Regions from separate parts of the Hordeum vulgare genome. Here region 1 is linked to region 2. A link is a contact called in public Hi-C data. All regions are on one chromosome and are shown on one strand. The core of a region is the stretch at or near the end of the contact, and the rest is flanking DNA. Distances in the headings are between cores, read along the strand shown.

Region 1 (6,310 bases), core at 3,391-5,890, 530 kb after region 2:
GCGGCAGCTAGTCGACGCACGTGAAGCCTGAGCTTAGCTTGAGCCGTAGAGCGAGCGACCGGAGCCGACAAGCAAGAAAGCGCGGGAAGGCAGCCATGAGGATCCAGTGCGACGCGTGCGAGGGCGCGGCGGCGACGGTGGTGTGCTGCGCGGACGAGGCGGCGCTGTGCGCGCGCTGCGACGTGCAGATCCACGCCGCCAACAAGCTGGCCAGCAAGCACCAGCGCCTCCCGCTCGAGGGCGCCGCCGCGGCGGCAGGGCTCCCGCGCTGCGACGTGTGCCAGGACAAGCCGGCCTTCGTCTTCTGCGTGGAGGACAGGGCGCTCTTCTGCCGCGACTGCGACGACTCCATCCACGTCCAGGGCACGCTCTCCGCCAACCACCAACGCTACATCGCCACCGGCATCCGCGTCGGCTTCAGCTCCGTCTGCAGCGCACACGCCGACAGCCACCCGCCGCCGCCGCCCTCCAAGCCCCCCAGGGCGGCGCCGGTCTCGGCCGCGGCGCAGGAGGTGCCGTCGTCGCCGTTCATGCCGTCGTCCGGCTGGGCCGTCGAGGACCTCCTGCAGTTCTCCGACTACGAGTCCAGCGACAAGGCAAGGAGCTAGGCAAATCACCTACTACTATTGTATCCCTGCCACCTCCATGGATACATCTCACCGTGCCTCCATGCGCTTCCTTTTCTGCCTGCTGTTGCAGAAGGGTTCTCCGTCTCCTCTCGGGTTCAAGGAGCTGGAGTGGTTCGCCGACATCGACCTGTTCCACGACGACCAGGCGCCGGCATCCAAGTGGGGCAGAACCGCGGTGGAGGTCCCCGAGCTCTTCGCCTCGCCGCCGCCGACGAGCAACGGGGGCTTCTACAAGACAGCCGGTGCGCGCCAGAGCAAGAAGGCGAGGGTGGAGCTGCCCGACGACGACGACGAGGACTACCTCATCGTTCCCGATCTTGGATGAGATATCTGAACTGAATGTATAGTTCGTATGTGTGATGTATTCCCTCCGTTCCAAAGTACTTGTCGTGTCTTAGTTCAAGTTTGTCCAAAATACCTGGTTTCAGTTCAAATTTGTACTAAAAGCACGACAAATATTTTGGAACGGATGAAGTATGAGTAAACTAGTGATATGTATGTGTGTATGTATGCAAAGGGATTCTGCAATCCTTTTGTGCCGATCGCTTGGTTGCCGTGGAACATATGAAGCTGCAGGGCGAATCGGGGAAATACTTTCACAAACGAGATGGGTTTATCAGTGTAATATACTTTGTACTGTACTACTTTTGAGGCTTATCAGTCTTCCAAATTTTTACTGTGATTTGATTTTACATTCAGCCTGTAAACAAGAGGCTCTTTTACAATCAACCACCTCTAAACAAGAGGCTCAGAATACAGAGGGAAGATCACCATGCAAAGCATGCTTGAACTGCAGCCATACAATATGGTAATCGTGCACTTACAAACAACCAGGGATAACGACTCTTCTCCAGCTATGAATGAACAAAAAGGAAATCAACAAGTACATAAGATGGCTACTGCTTAACACCAATTGAGGAACATTATGTTGTCACAAACAAAATCATGTACACACGCACCATAATCTAATTGTTATCAATTATTTGACTTCAAATGAGCTCGCCACATTGCAGTAAGAAAACAAACTAGCCAAAATGGTGGATGCTCTTCAGTAGTAGTAAGATTTATGAGTCAGTCCAGTATTTGCCAGTCCCTAACCACTTTCTAGCATTTCTCAAAAAAAGTTTGGAAGATCCTAGTAAACTGCACATATATGTTTAGCTAGTAAAACTCTAGCAAATTGTATACAAATTAAAATTGGCTGTCACCTTTTCTTCAGCAATGAACTAGCTCTTAGGAATATTTTATCGATCTCATCAAGCTCGGAGATTTTCAGTTCTTTTGCGGGTGAATCTGCCTTGTCAGAAAGTGAAGCAATCTTCCGCAGATGCTCCTCAAAATCGTCTGGTTCATTGTCTTTTTTTTCTGGGAGAAACTTATCCAGCCTATCTAGATACAAAGGGCGCTCCTTGCTATCTTCTGCTTGCTCCTCTGAATCTGTCTCAAACATGTCAGAGAGATCCTCCGATTCTGAATATGTGATAGACTCCGAAGTTGAATCATCATCAACCTCAGAATTTTCACCCTCCAACTTCTCAGACCTTTCTATCTTTTCTGACAGGAGTTCGGATACAGTTCTCTTGAGAACTGAGCTAGAAGAATCATTATTCACAGATATACTGTTTGTACAGTCTGAAATAAAAGCAATGTCTTTAGTCGCACTTTGTCCTATATGCCCCCCAGCTAACTTCATCTGGGCGTGAAGATCTTCAAGCTCCTGCTCAAGTCTGGGAATGTACCTCCTAAGAGCTCGGAGGCGATCTCTATATTTTGATTTGTCCAGTGCCTGATTAAAGATGAAAGATTTAGAGACAGCAAGGCACTAACATTAAAAGGTAGAACAGGACAATATATTAGTCATCCTTTATTCATTCTCATCCTGCATGTCTGTCTATATTGGAGTATATTCTATTTGATCCTGGCTTCCTGACTAGAATACAGAACACCCTTCCTACTAACTGAAAATAATTGGCTGACAGTGCCTTTTGATGTTCTAAACTCAGGTGATGAATGATGAATTGATATCTTATTAAGGCCTCTGCATAAATTAGGAGGATCTTACTGAGCTTGTTTTGCTTCGGAATTTTGTAGTCGGTCTGTTACTAGTTTTTGTGTATGTTTTTATAACCTTGCTTCACATTTAATACATATGTACAGACAGACATTGATATCTTGACCATGATAGCACAGAAAGAACATACCTTCTTTCTAGGAAGTGCAACCTTTGGAGACATTATCTCGGGTGGTGGCTGTGCATAGTTTTTTCCTCTGTACATAATAATTGTATTTCCTTCTTCAATGCTGAGCACAATACCACCACTTAGAATTGCTAACTCTGAGGCAATTTCCTTAACCTCCTCTGGTGTGAATGTCTTCACAATTACCTGTAGGGTTTGGTGTTTTTTCCAGTGCAAATGCATGTTCAAGATCACTCCCTGGTAAATTCCACGCCTTCCAACGGGCACATAATTTTTACTTTTTTGGCCCATCTTGAGGAAGTAAAAGTGTTCTTCAGGTGTAAGAACCTCAGGATCATGTGTAGGTTCTGAAGGATCATTTGGCTCAATTTTCTTCAAAGCTGCAAGAAGTCGTTCTTCCTTCTTTCGAGCCTTTAAGGGAAAAATATATAAAGAATAAATCAACAGTATAACAATATAGTTACGAGAATTTTTAAACAGCGGAGTGCATAAAAAAGAAACACGTAGATTCATCGTAATGTGAGAGCAACGGCAGAAAGATACATTTAAAAATCTAATAACATATCCCACCTTCAAGGCTGGAAGTTCAGCTTGCTACGTCAAGTGAAAGTCAAGCAAATTTCATTCTTTTATGCCTTTTTTTCTGACCAAGATCATTATTTTATGGATGAAAAATTCCTCATGAATTAAAAGATATAACAATACAAAGAGACATGTCTATAGCAACTTACTAGCTTCAATTTATACAAAATCTTCTCCTCTGCAGTCATTCTCTGAAATTCCCTTTCCTTTTTCCATCTCAACGATTTCAAAAACCTTGTTACGGCCCTCTTCCCTTTAAGTTTTTTCCTCTTTGCTTTTGGTTTGCCACAATCATCAACAGATACGATGGCCCCAGGATTTTGCGGACCCATTGCCATATCTTGATTTTGACTATTAACAGGTCGACTGGTATGGACAGAACGGCATGTTTGAAGGTTATAACTTCGTGGACAGCTGAAGAACCTTGCGTCTTGACAAAAAACCTTATGGAAAGTATAACTGCAACAGCATCAGTACTCCGAAATAACAGAACTGTTACATTATTGTATTTGCCTAACGAGAACCACCCCCAAGAGCTTAACGTGTTCATTAGTGTGCGTGCACATACAAACACAGTTAAAACACAGAGGCAAAAACATAGCAAGATGAAAACAGTGAACTGTGCTAACAGTTCACGTCATTGGCATTTCATCGAACATTTCAACCTCGCTATTGTTTCTGAGCAAACCTACTGCATCAATAGCACAAAGCACAAGCCCTGGTCACCAAAACCTCCCGAAAATGGCTTACTGAGCCCCATTGACAGCTTAGAATAAGAATCAGCGGGCAAGAAAGGGATCGACAGGTTTGTGTCTTACAGCGGAGGTGGTGGGCTGAGCCTCACTGTTTCGTGGGAAGGCGCCGTCGCATCTACGCCACCGGACGAGGGGAGAGGCGGCGGAGGTGGTGAAGGCTGGAGGCGCCACCTCCTTGTGGCCTGCCGGAGCAAGAGGAGTCGACTGGCCATGCGCGCCCGTAGCACCGTACAGCGAGAGTTCGAGATAGCCCGTGCGAGCGCGGGCGCGCGTGTGGTTGGGTGGGATAGTTCCGGGGGCCTCGGGGGTAGCGCACGGGCCGACTCAGGTGGAGAGCCGGCGTGGCGCTGTGCCGGTACGCATACGGGCTTGGTGAGTGGTGAATGGCGACTCGGCGAGTGGGCACTGAGCGTGCGCGAGAGTGCGGCGGGCGAATCCTGCGGGGAAGAAGAACGGGGACGACGCCTCGCTCGCGTGGGCTCCGCTTTGCAGCATGGGCGAGATGAAGCGGAGAAGCGAAGTGGACTGGCCACTGGACTGGGCCAGTCACGCATGGTATGCGTGAGCTGGGCTTGGAGCACTTTTGTGTTTAACGTGCAATTTCAAAAGATGTATGCAATTTCCTTTTTTTTCTCGAGGAGCATGAAAGTGTTTGCGTTTCATTGCATTGGAAGGAGGATATAGGGGGTACAACCTTCAAAAGGAGGGATACAAACACGAACACACACGTGCATGCCGCACACACGCAACGGCCATCCACGACAAATGACTACAATTAGGTGAGGAGGTGCCCTCAACCACACACACACAAGCAACGAACATTAGGACTTGCCCAGCCTTGCTCGAGTCAAAAATGGCAAGGTATCGAGGCTCGAAGCAACAGGGGCAGTGTCGCTGTTATTGCCACACACCTCTAGGAACAATTGCAGCTCCAAGCCTGCCCAAGCCGACGTGCCTCGCACCCGAGTGCCACAGTCAGCGGGTGAGAGGCAGGGCCTGATTGGAACTGTCATAGCATTCGTAGGGGAAGCATCGACGTTGGCATACATTGCGACCTGGTCCTTGTGTAGCAGTCTATGCCAAAGCGATGCATCACCAACCACCGCCTCCCGCATCAAGTACTCCACTTGTAGCCAAAAGCAGGGCCTTCAAGAGGGGGAACATCGTCGAGACACCACTGCTACCCGGTCCAAGGCAAACCTAGGATTTCTCCCGGTGCTGGAGGAGGAGGTCCGATCAAGGTCATGCCAAATGCCTTCAAGGAGGCGACGACACCCTCAGGCGTCGCTGTTGACAGCAGAGGTCATCGTCGTGTGGGGATTTTGCCCCAACCCATGAACGAAAACCTCGGATGTTGTGGCAGACTGGGCATGGCGAAGAATTATCGGAGAAGACCAACACGCATGGGGGAAGCCTAGGAACGTTGTCGTCGCAGGAGTGGGCACCGACGAGTGCAACACCAGCAGGCCAACCACTGTTGGGAGCGTGCCAACCAAGCGTCAGCAGCCACCTGCAACGCATCGTCGTTGCGCTGGTCCAAAGCCTCCGCCGCCAGGATCAACCAGGGCACGACGGAGCAGCAGTTGTCAGGGTCACTGCACGCATGCTTACCAACCCAACGGCAACCACTCGCGGTGGTCGGGAGGGGTTGGAAGAGGGAGAAGGGTGGGTGGGGACACTGTGATTGTCGCTAGCCTAGGGCCGAAGATGTATGCAATTCCAACATGTTTTAAAAAATGTATGCAATTTCAAAAATGTTAGCAATTTCAACATCTTCCAGAAAATGTATGCAATTTTAAAAAATGTTCATAAATTTAAAAATGTGCACGAATTTTCTGAAAAAATGTTTCACGATTTCAGAAAAATGTTCACGTATTTGTAGAATATTCATGATTTCTACAAATATTCACATTTTCAAAGTATGTTAATGAATTTCAAAGATGATTGCAAATTTAAAATTTTGAAAAATAGGAAATAAAAAGAAGAAGAAATAAAAGGAAAAGGAAAAACAAAAAAGTAAAGTAAATACAAAGCAAAAACGAAATAACGAAAATAAAAAAAAGTTCAGGGTTCTAAAACCTTCCCAAAACCGATGAACATAAAATCTGACAATGGCCCAGCCCATATAAACACACAACGCGTGACC
Region 2 (6,970 bases), core at 1,911-4,410:
GTTTTAGTAATTTATTGGTTCCCAGTAAGATTACCTGGTACAAGATCTGAGTGAAACACTTTGTTGCTAGTATTGTTAGAGGTAATACACAAACAGTAATGCTTCTCTTCTGGAATATTTTCTCATGAGCAACATAAGGGTTGGTGATGCAATTTATTTTTTTCTTCTGGGATCATATTTACCTTCTACTCCCTCCGTTCCTAAATATAAGTCTTTTTAGAGTTTTTACTAAGGGACTACATACGGATGTATATAGACATTTTAGAGTATAGATTAACTCATTTTGCTCCGTATGTAGTCACTTAGTGAAATTTCTTGAAAGACATATATTTAGGAACGGAGGGAGTATATGTCTTGTGCTTAGCCAACATTTCTGATCTCCCCTTTTTATTCTCTGGGCTTGCATTTCGAGATTAACCAGGCATATTTTGATTGCCATAGATGTTTTGTTTATTCATTGTTAATCTTGAGCCAAGGAAAAGTAGGTAGCAGCATCAAGTTGATATGCATTTAATGATGTACATACTTGCATTTAAACATCTGTCTCGCGATTACAAATCAATGTGAAAGAAAACCATCCCGGGTGATCTCTTAGTTGCTATACAAAAGTAACGGCCCTCCCCCAGCTAAAGCAGTACATTCACATTTCTGTTCATACTGCTGCTGTTTTAAGGGTGAGAAAATCAGAAATTTGGTTTGTGTAGAAATCTGGCTGGATCGTGTTGTCGGGGCTCTGAAGCATCTGCACGGAAGTCACACCTGCAGAAGGCAGCCGACCAAGGTTAATGCCGATGAGAATTCAGCACACCATGCACTGGAGTTCAGGGTGAATAGTATGATCAAGATACCTGAAAGAACCAGGAGAGTTTTGCAGCCTCCATTTTGCCCAAATAGAACGTCAGTATCCAAACGGTCACCTACCATGCATATCTGAGATGTTGTGATTCCAAACCTGCCACCAAAATGAAGAAAGGTGAAACATCTCAAAACTATTCTTAGGCATCAGCTTTTGCTTCACACATTCTTCCTTGCAGAGTTCTGGAAACGGATTCATGGAGCTGGATTGCTGCTGAGACAGTTAGCCTCTTACTTCTTTGCCAGGTAGTCCATCATGAATGTCGACGGCTTCCCGACGACGAGCGGTTCTTGTTTGGTTGAACCAAGAACAGCACCGACCATCGACCCGCCACCTGGGCCAAGGCAAATGTTCATGATTTGAGCAAGGGACGGTGGTATGTATCCTTCGAAGTATCAGTATGTATAAAGAGTTCTTTTTAGCTGGCATATATAAAGAGTTCTTTTTAGCTGGCATATATAAAGAGTTGGAATGGCCGACTAACCTGCCCACTCCTGGGCATCAGTGAGATGGGTGACAGCGTCCCTGTTTGTTGCAATGAAAAGGCACCCAGGATTCTCACGTATGCAGAGTGTCCCGTACCTTACGAAGTAGATTAGCGATAAGTTTACATATGTGGAACTGGTAACACCAAACTTTTGTAGATTACGAAGAGCTAGCATGTGATCTTGCTTCTACACGTGTTTAATCAAATGAGTGTGTTTTCAGTGTGTCTTAATTGAATCATTTATATCCAACCTTATTTTCATTGTCTGTTTTGTTGTCTAAGTTTATTATTTCTAAGGCGAGAGAGGAGAGAACGAGGATTTACTTACTGAACTTTGTAGTAGTTAAAATAGCGATCAAATCCCACTACAACTGCTCCAACCTGTGTAAATCCATTTTATTACTGCAGTGGTGCCACTTCGTAACTCAAGATCAGAAGAGGAAGTTTGATTATACTTACATCTTTGTCATGCTCCATGTAGAAGCCAGGCTTCAGCTCTATCTTCTTGTCACCGTCTGTCTGCAAGAGCACGGGGATACAATCTAAGTCGTGTAAGTTTGTCCAAACTCTCGTCCACTCAGCTGATGCTGATTAGCATGCAACATTGGCTAAACCACCTACTACTATAATAACATGCTAAAACGAAAACATGATCTTGGTCTGTTAAATAATCATGAATATCACAGAGAAAGGAGTCACTCTTTGTTACATACAGGTCCGCCGAGGTACTGAAAGCCAGCCAGCTCGAGCTCCTTGAGGATCCCTTCCTCTCCAATCACGTAAACCTGGACCATAGAAATACTTAACCCTGCTCTTGATTTTTTGGTGCTAAATCATGTGTGCCAATGCAATACAATGCAATGCAGCCAGATTTTCTAATGATGTTGACTGATGTACTACCTTCTTGTCTTTGGGGAAATCGATGGACTCCAGGTATGCGGCAGCTGCGAAGGACGAAGCAAATATCTCTTCCTGCACATTGACCGGCCATGCCTCGTCAAGTCAATTAGCAGGAGCATAAATTGTCAAGGGAGACAGCAGTTGATGACAGGCATACCTCGTTGACACTGAGCCCGAGCGTCTCGAATTTCTTCCCGTACTGCTTCCTCGACTTGGTGGAATTGTTGGTCACGAACACCAGCCTCTTGCCCTGCAGCACAGCAACAGCTTGATGAAACCAGCAAGAACCCATATGAAGTGTGAGAAGATGATCCATTCTGCGAATCTACCAGAGCCATTACAGTTCATAGCAGACCTTTGATCTGAGCAGGTCGAGCGTCTCCGGCACGCCGTCGATCAGCTTGTCGCCCTTCCAGATCACCCCTACGCGCCACAACGACAAGAAGAAGAGAGCAGCCAATTCATTCAGGAAAAGCTCCAGCAAACTGGTAACTAGACCTTGAGCGATTGATCAGTCTCTCACCATCGCAGTCGAATATGAACGTCTCGACGGAGTCGATGAGCGCCTCGGCGTCCTCCAGCTTTGCCGCCGGGACTGCCGCCGCAGCCGCCATCACGGGCCGTCTGGGGGCGCTGTTCGGCGATGCCGTGGCTAGGACGCCGCCCGTGCGCTGGCTCCTCCCGAAGGACGCGGACGGCGGCAGCGTCTGTGACGACGGGGTAGGGGTGGAGGAGGTGGAGGCGAGGAAGCTGGGGGAGGCGCGAGCCAGGAGCATCGCTGCTTCGATGCTAGTACGTTTTTCTTTGAAGAGGATCGGGTGGCGTTTGGTTGGTGTGGTCTCGGTTTGGGCGATGTAACGGTATATGCCTATGTGGCTGTGCCATGGATGAACATTTCTCGTGTCCCGTCTGGTTGGTGTGGCGCGTCCATGGCTTGCGGATTTGTGGCTGGCAAGGCAAAGGGGAGGGATTGGGGCTAGTGTTGCTGTGGTTGTGGTTCGAGATAGTGTTTGCACTCGTGCAAAGGTCGGGAGAAAACGAAACCGCCGAATTAACAAGGGAAATGATTCTTCAACCGACCAACTTTAAGCGAGAGTCCACCGTATCCGTGCCTGTTGGATGGGTTCCGTTAAATGGTCATGAACCAACCCCTCCGTATCCACGTTCTACAACTGCTTCATTGTTTTTGCAACCAACCCTGCAACGTGTAAAAAAAATTCTTGTAGCACGACCCATGTTACAAAAACAAATCCGACAACACAACTCATATTACATAAAAAAATCCCGCAACATGATTCATGTTGTAAAAGAAATCCATAACATATGATCCATCTTGCAAAAAGAAATCCGGCAACACGACCCATATTGTAAAAGAACCCGCAATATAATCACCATTGCAAACGTCTCTGCACAAGAGATCTGTTACGAAGTACAATTGTTAGATCCAACGGCTCACTAGGCGGTGAATCTTTCTAAAAGATTCGCCGGCTGAGACGTAGCACCCCAATTAATAACTACTCCTCGGTTTTTAAATATGAGTCTTTTTAAAGATTCCACTATAAACTACATACAGATGCATATAGACATAATTTAGAATGTGGATTCACTCATTTTGTTCCGTTTGTAGTCCGCAATGAAATTGCTAGAGAGACTTATATTTAGGAACGGGGAAGTAGGAAAAAAGTGAAATTTGACTACAACATGATGTTTGGATCGAGTATTTGCTATCTATTCATGCCAACTAGCTGTTACATGGACCGTAATACTTCTTTTTCCATAATGCGACTACGGCTAGAAAGAAGAGGAATAATATTAAGAAACTTCTGGATGACACCGGGGTTTGGAAGCAAGGTACGGAGTTGGAAGATCACATTGTCAGTTTCGTAACCGAGTGAGGAAATCTTATCCCTCTTTTGGAGAAGAGTGTCCATTGAAATGAATAATGCCTTCCTTGTTCCTTACACTGCTGAAGATGTGTGTAAGGCTTTATTCGCCATTGGCAATTTGAAAGCTCCGGGGCCTGATGGTCTTCACGTTATTTTTTATAAGACATTTTGGCCTATGTTTGGGAACGATTTAATTGAAGAGGTTGTTAGGCCATATTTATTTCTTAGTGGTTTTGATGATTGATGAAAATGCATTTACGGACTAATCGTATGCATTAAGCCTTTCAGATAATTTACATATGGCACAAGACGATTCTTGCCCCTCGGTGGATAATAGCGAAGACGGTTATTTTTCTGCATTTCGTTTTCGGTGAAATTGAATCGTAGGGGAACCGTACTATTAAGAGGGGGTACACATCGGAAAGGTTTGGGTGGAATCAACACTACCCTTTCGTTTGCATCCTTGTTCCTTCCTCACATCAATGGAGTTGTTCCAACTATGCCTCTGTTCTTGTCCTCAAGGAACCAAGCAGTAGTACCGCCTACTCTGTAAGCGGTAGTACCGCCCCCGGGCAGTAGTAGCGCTGCCCAGTGCCGTGCACGGTACCGATGGCTCTCGAGTCTTGACTTTTTGTGCCAGACTGAGCGTTTGTTGGGACGTTAGTACGACGCAGTAGTACCGCCTTCAAGTGGTACCGCCTATTACTATGCTCCACTACCGCCCTTCCTTCTGGTCTTGGGACTCTGAACGGACTCTGGGCAGAAATAGGGCGAGGCACTACCGCCTATAAGCGGTAGTACCTTTGCTTCTGCCACTGCCCTGCGTTCGAGGGCCTGTACATTGCAACCCCAACGTTAGTACTACTGGGGCGAGCGGTAGTACCGCTCCGGCGACACTACTAGCTCGTGGCTGTGTGCCATTGCCTGTGTAGCTGGCGCAACCACCCAAGTGGTAGTACCGCTCCCATGAGTGGTAGTACCGCTTATGTGCCGGCTAAGAGGGCCTAAGGTTGGATTTGTTCTCCCACTATATAAAGGGGTTTCTTCCCCAAGAAGACCACCTCTTCCTTCCCTAAGCTTCATTGTTGCTCCAAGCTTCATTTTCGCCCGATCTCTCTCCCTAGCCAACAAAACTTGTTGATCTTTTAGGGTTTGGTTGAGAAGGGCCCTGATCTACACTTCCACTAAGATAAATTTGATTCTCCCCACTAATCCCTTGCGGATCTTGTTACTCTTGAGTGTTTGAGCACCCTAGACGGTTGAGGTCACCTGGGAGCCACAATCCATTGTGGTGAAGCTTCATGGTGATGTTGGGAGCCTCCAATTAAGTTGTGGAGATTTCCCCAACCTTGTTTGTAAAGGTTTGGTCACTACCTTCAAGGACACCACTAGTGGAATCACAACATATCACATTGTGTGAGGGCGTGATGATAATACGGTGGCCCTAGTGGCTTCTTGGGGAGCATTGTGCCTCCACACCGCTCCAACGGAGACGTACTTCCCCTCAAAGGGAAGGAACTTCGGTAACACATCCTCGTCTCCACCGGTTCCACATGTGGTTATTTCTTAGCTTTACTTTGTGCAAGCTTTACTTGTGGTGTATCCTTTGCTTGCTTGTATTGTTGTTGTTGCTAGAATCATATAGGTTGTTTACCTAGTTGCATATCTAAACAACCTACTTGTTGCTAAATCTTATTTGTTAAGAAAAGTTAAAAATTGGTAGTTGCCAATTCACCCCCTCTAGTCAACTATACCGATCCTTTCAATTGGTATGAGAGCTACGTCTCTTTTAAAGGCTTAACCACCCAAAAGAGTATGGTTGACGAAGTAGGTGATGGAAGGAGAACTCTGCGTGTGCAGTTGGGACCGTTGTCACCCATGATGATTTGAATGAGGACATCGCCTCTCTTAGATCATCCATGGTTGACGAGGTCAAGGACATGCTGAATAAGTTCCTTGAGAACCTTAAACTCCCCACCGATCCAAAGGATTTAGTTAATCCATTCCATATGGAGACGTATGCTGATTTTGTTAAGGAAACAACTAGTACCAAACTACCCAAATCCTCTCAAGGAGCAAATGGATCGAGCACCCATGCCGCGGTTGCCCCTCCCTCATCCTATGGTGGGACCGGTTCCCCCACCTCTTATTAATCCTAATGGGCCCCACCCAAGCTTGATTTCACTAACTTTCCTAATTGGATTTTTTGTATCAAGTCTCATTTGAATCAGAACTCAACGCAACTATGGAGGGTGATCGAGAAAGGCTTTAACCCTTATAATCGCAACAACATGACTCCAAGAGAAGAAGTGGACAACCATCTAAATATTTCCGCTTTGTTCATTCTTCAATCCGCTATGCCACCCGAAGAGCTCTCCCATTTGCGTCCTTTCACCATTGCTACAGATGCATGAGCGCATGATACGTCTCCAACATATCTATAATTTTTGATGGTTTCATGCTATTATCTTGTCAAACTTTGGATGTTTTGCATGCCTTTTATATATTTTTTGGGACTAACTTATTAACTCAGTGCCAAGTGCCAGTTCCTGTTTTTCCATGTTTTTGACCCCTTTCACAGGAGAATTTGAAATGGAGTCCAAACGGAATAAAATCCCCGAAAAGATTTTTCCGTAATGGAAGAAGATCAGGAGACTTGAGAGCCAAGGCAGGGGGTCCCCAGGGGCCCCACAAGCCCCCACCCTGCGGCCAGGGGGGAGGCCGCGGCCCTCAGGCTTGTGGCCCCCCTGGAACTCCTTTGCCCTAGGTTTTGCGCCTATATATCCCCAAAAATTCCACAAAAAATCAGGAGATCATCGAAAGTACTTTTCCGCCGCCGCA

What was found. A called contact is a pair of places that touch in the nucleus more often than the background predicts.
Region 1: a Hi-C map of seedling shows a contact between it and region 2, with 4 times the contacts expected there. The contact joins the promoter of LOC123427094 here to the promoter of LOC123427089 in region 2. A contact is called at or near these places in 2 of 6 Hi-C or Micro-C datasets (leaf and seedling).

Annotation. Positions count from the first base shown.
Region 1 is chr2H:539,185,385-539,191,694 of MorexV3_pseudomolecules_assembly, forward strand. LOC123427094 reads right to left here and starts at 4,641. Exons shown (of 4, transcript XM_045111050.1): 1 at 4,228-4,641; 2 at 3,559-3,868; 3 at 2,831-3,238; 4 at 1,591-2,415. The coding sequence starts at 4,376. The coding sequence ends at 1,834. It overlaps LOC123427095 (B-box zinc finger protein 24-like), which reads left to right. Exons shown (of 2, transcript XM_045111051.1): 1 at 1-596; 2 at 700-1,321. The coding sequence starts at 96. The coding sequence ends at 954.
Region 2 is chr2H:538,656,223-538,663,192 of MorexV3_pseudomolecules_assembly, forward strand. It overlaps LOC123427089 (phosphoglycolate phosphatase 1A, chloroplastic-like), which reads right to left and starts at 3,161. Exons shown (of 11, transcript XM_045111043.1): 1 at 2,767-3,161; 2 at 2,599-2,666; 3 at 2,401-2,493; 4 at 2,244-2,315; 5 at 2,057-2,128; 6 at 1,803-1,862; 7 at 1,672-1,724; 8 at 1,341-1,438; 9 at 1,091-1,190; 10 at 849-952; 11 at 487-759. The coding sequence starts at 3,019. The coding sequence ends at 653.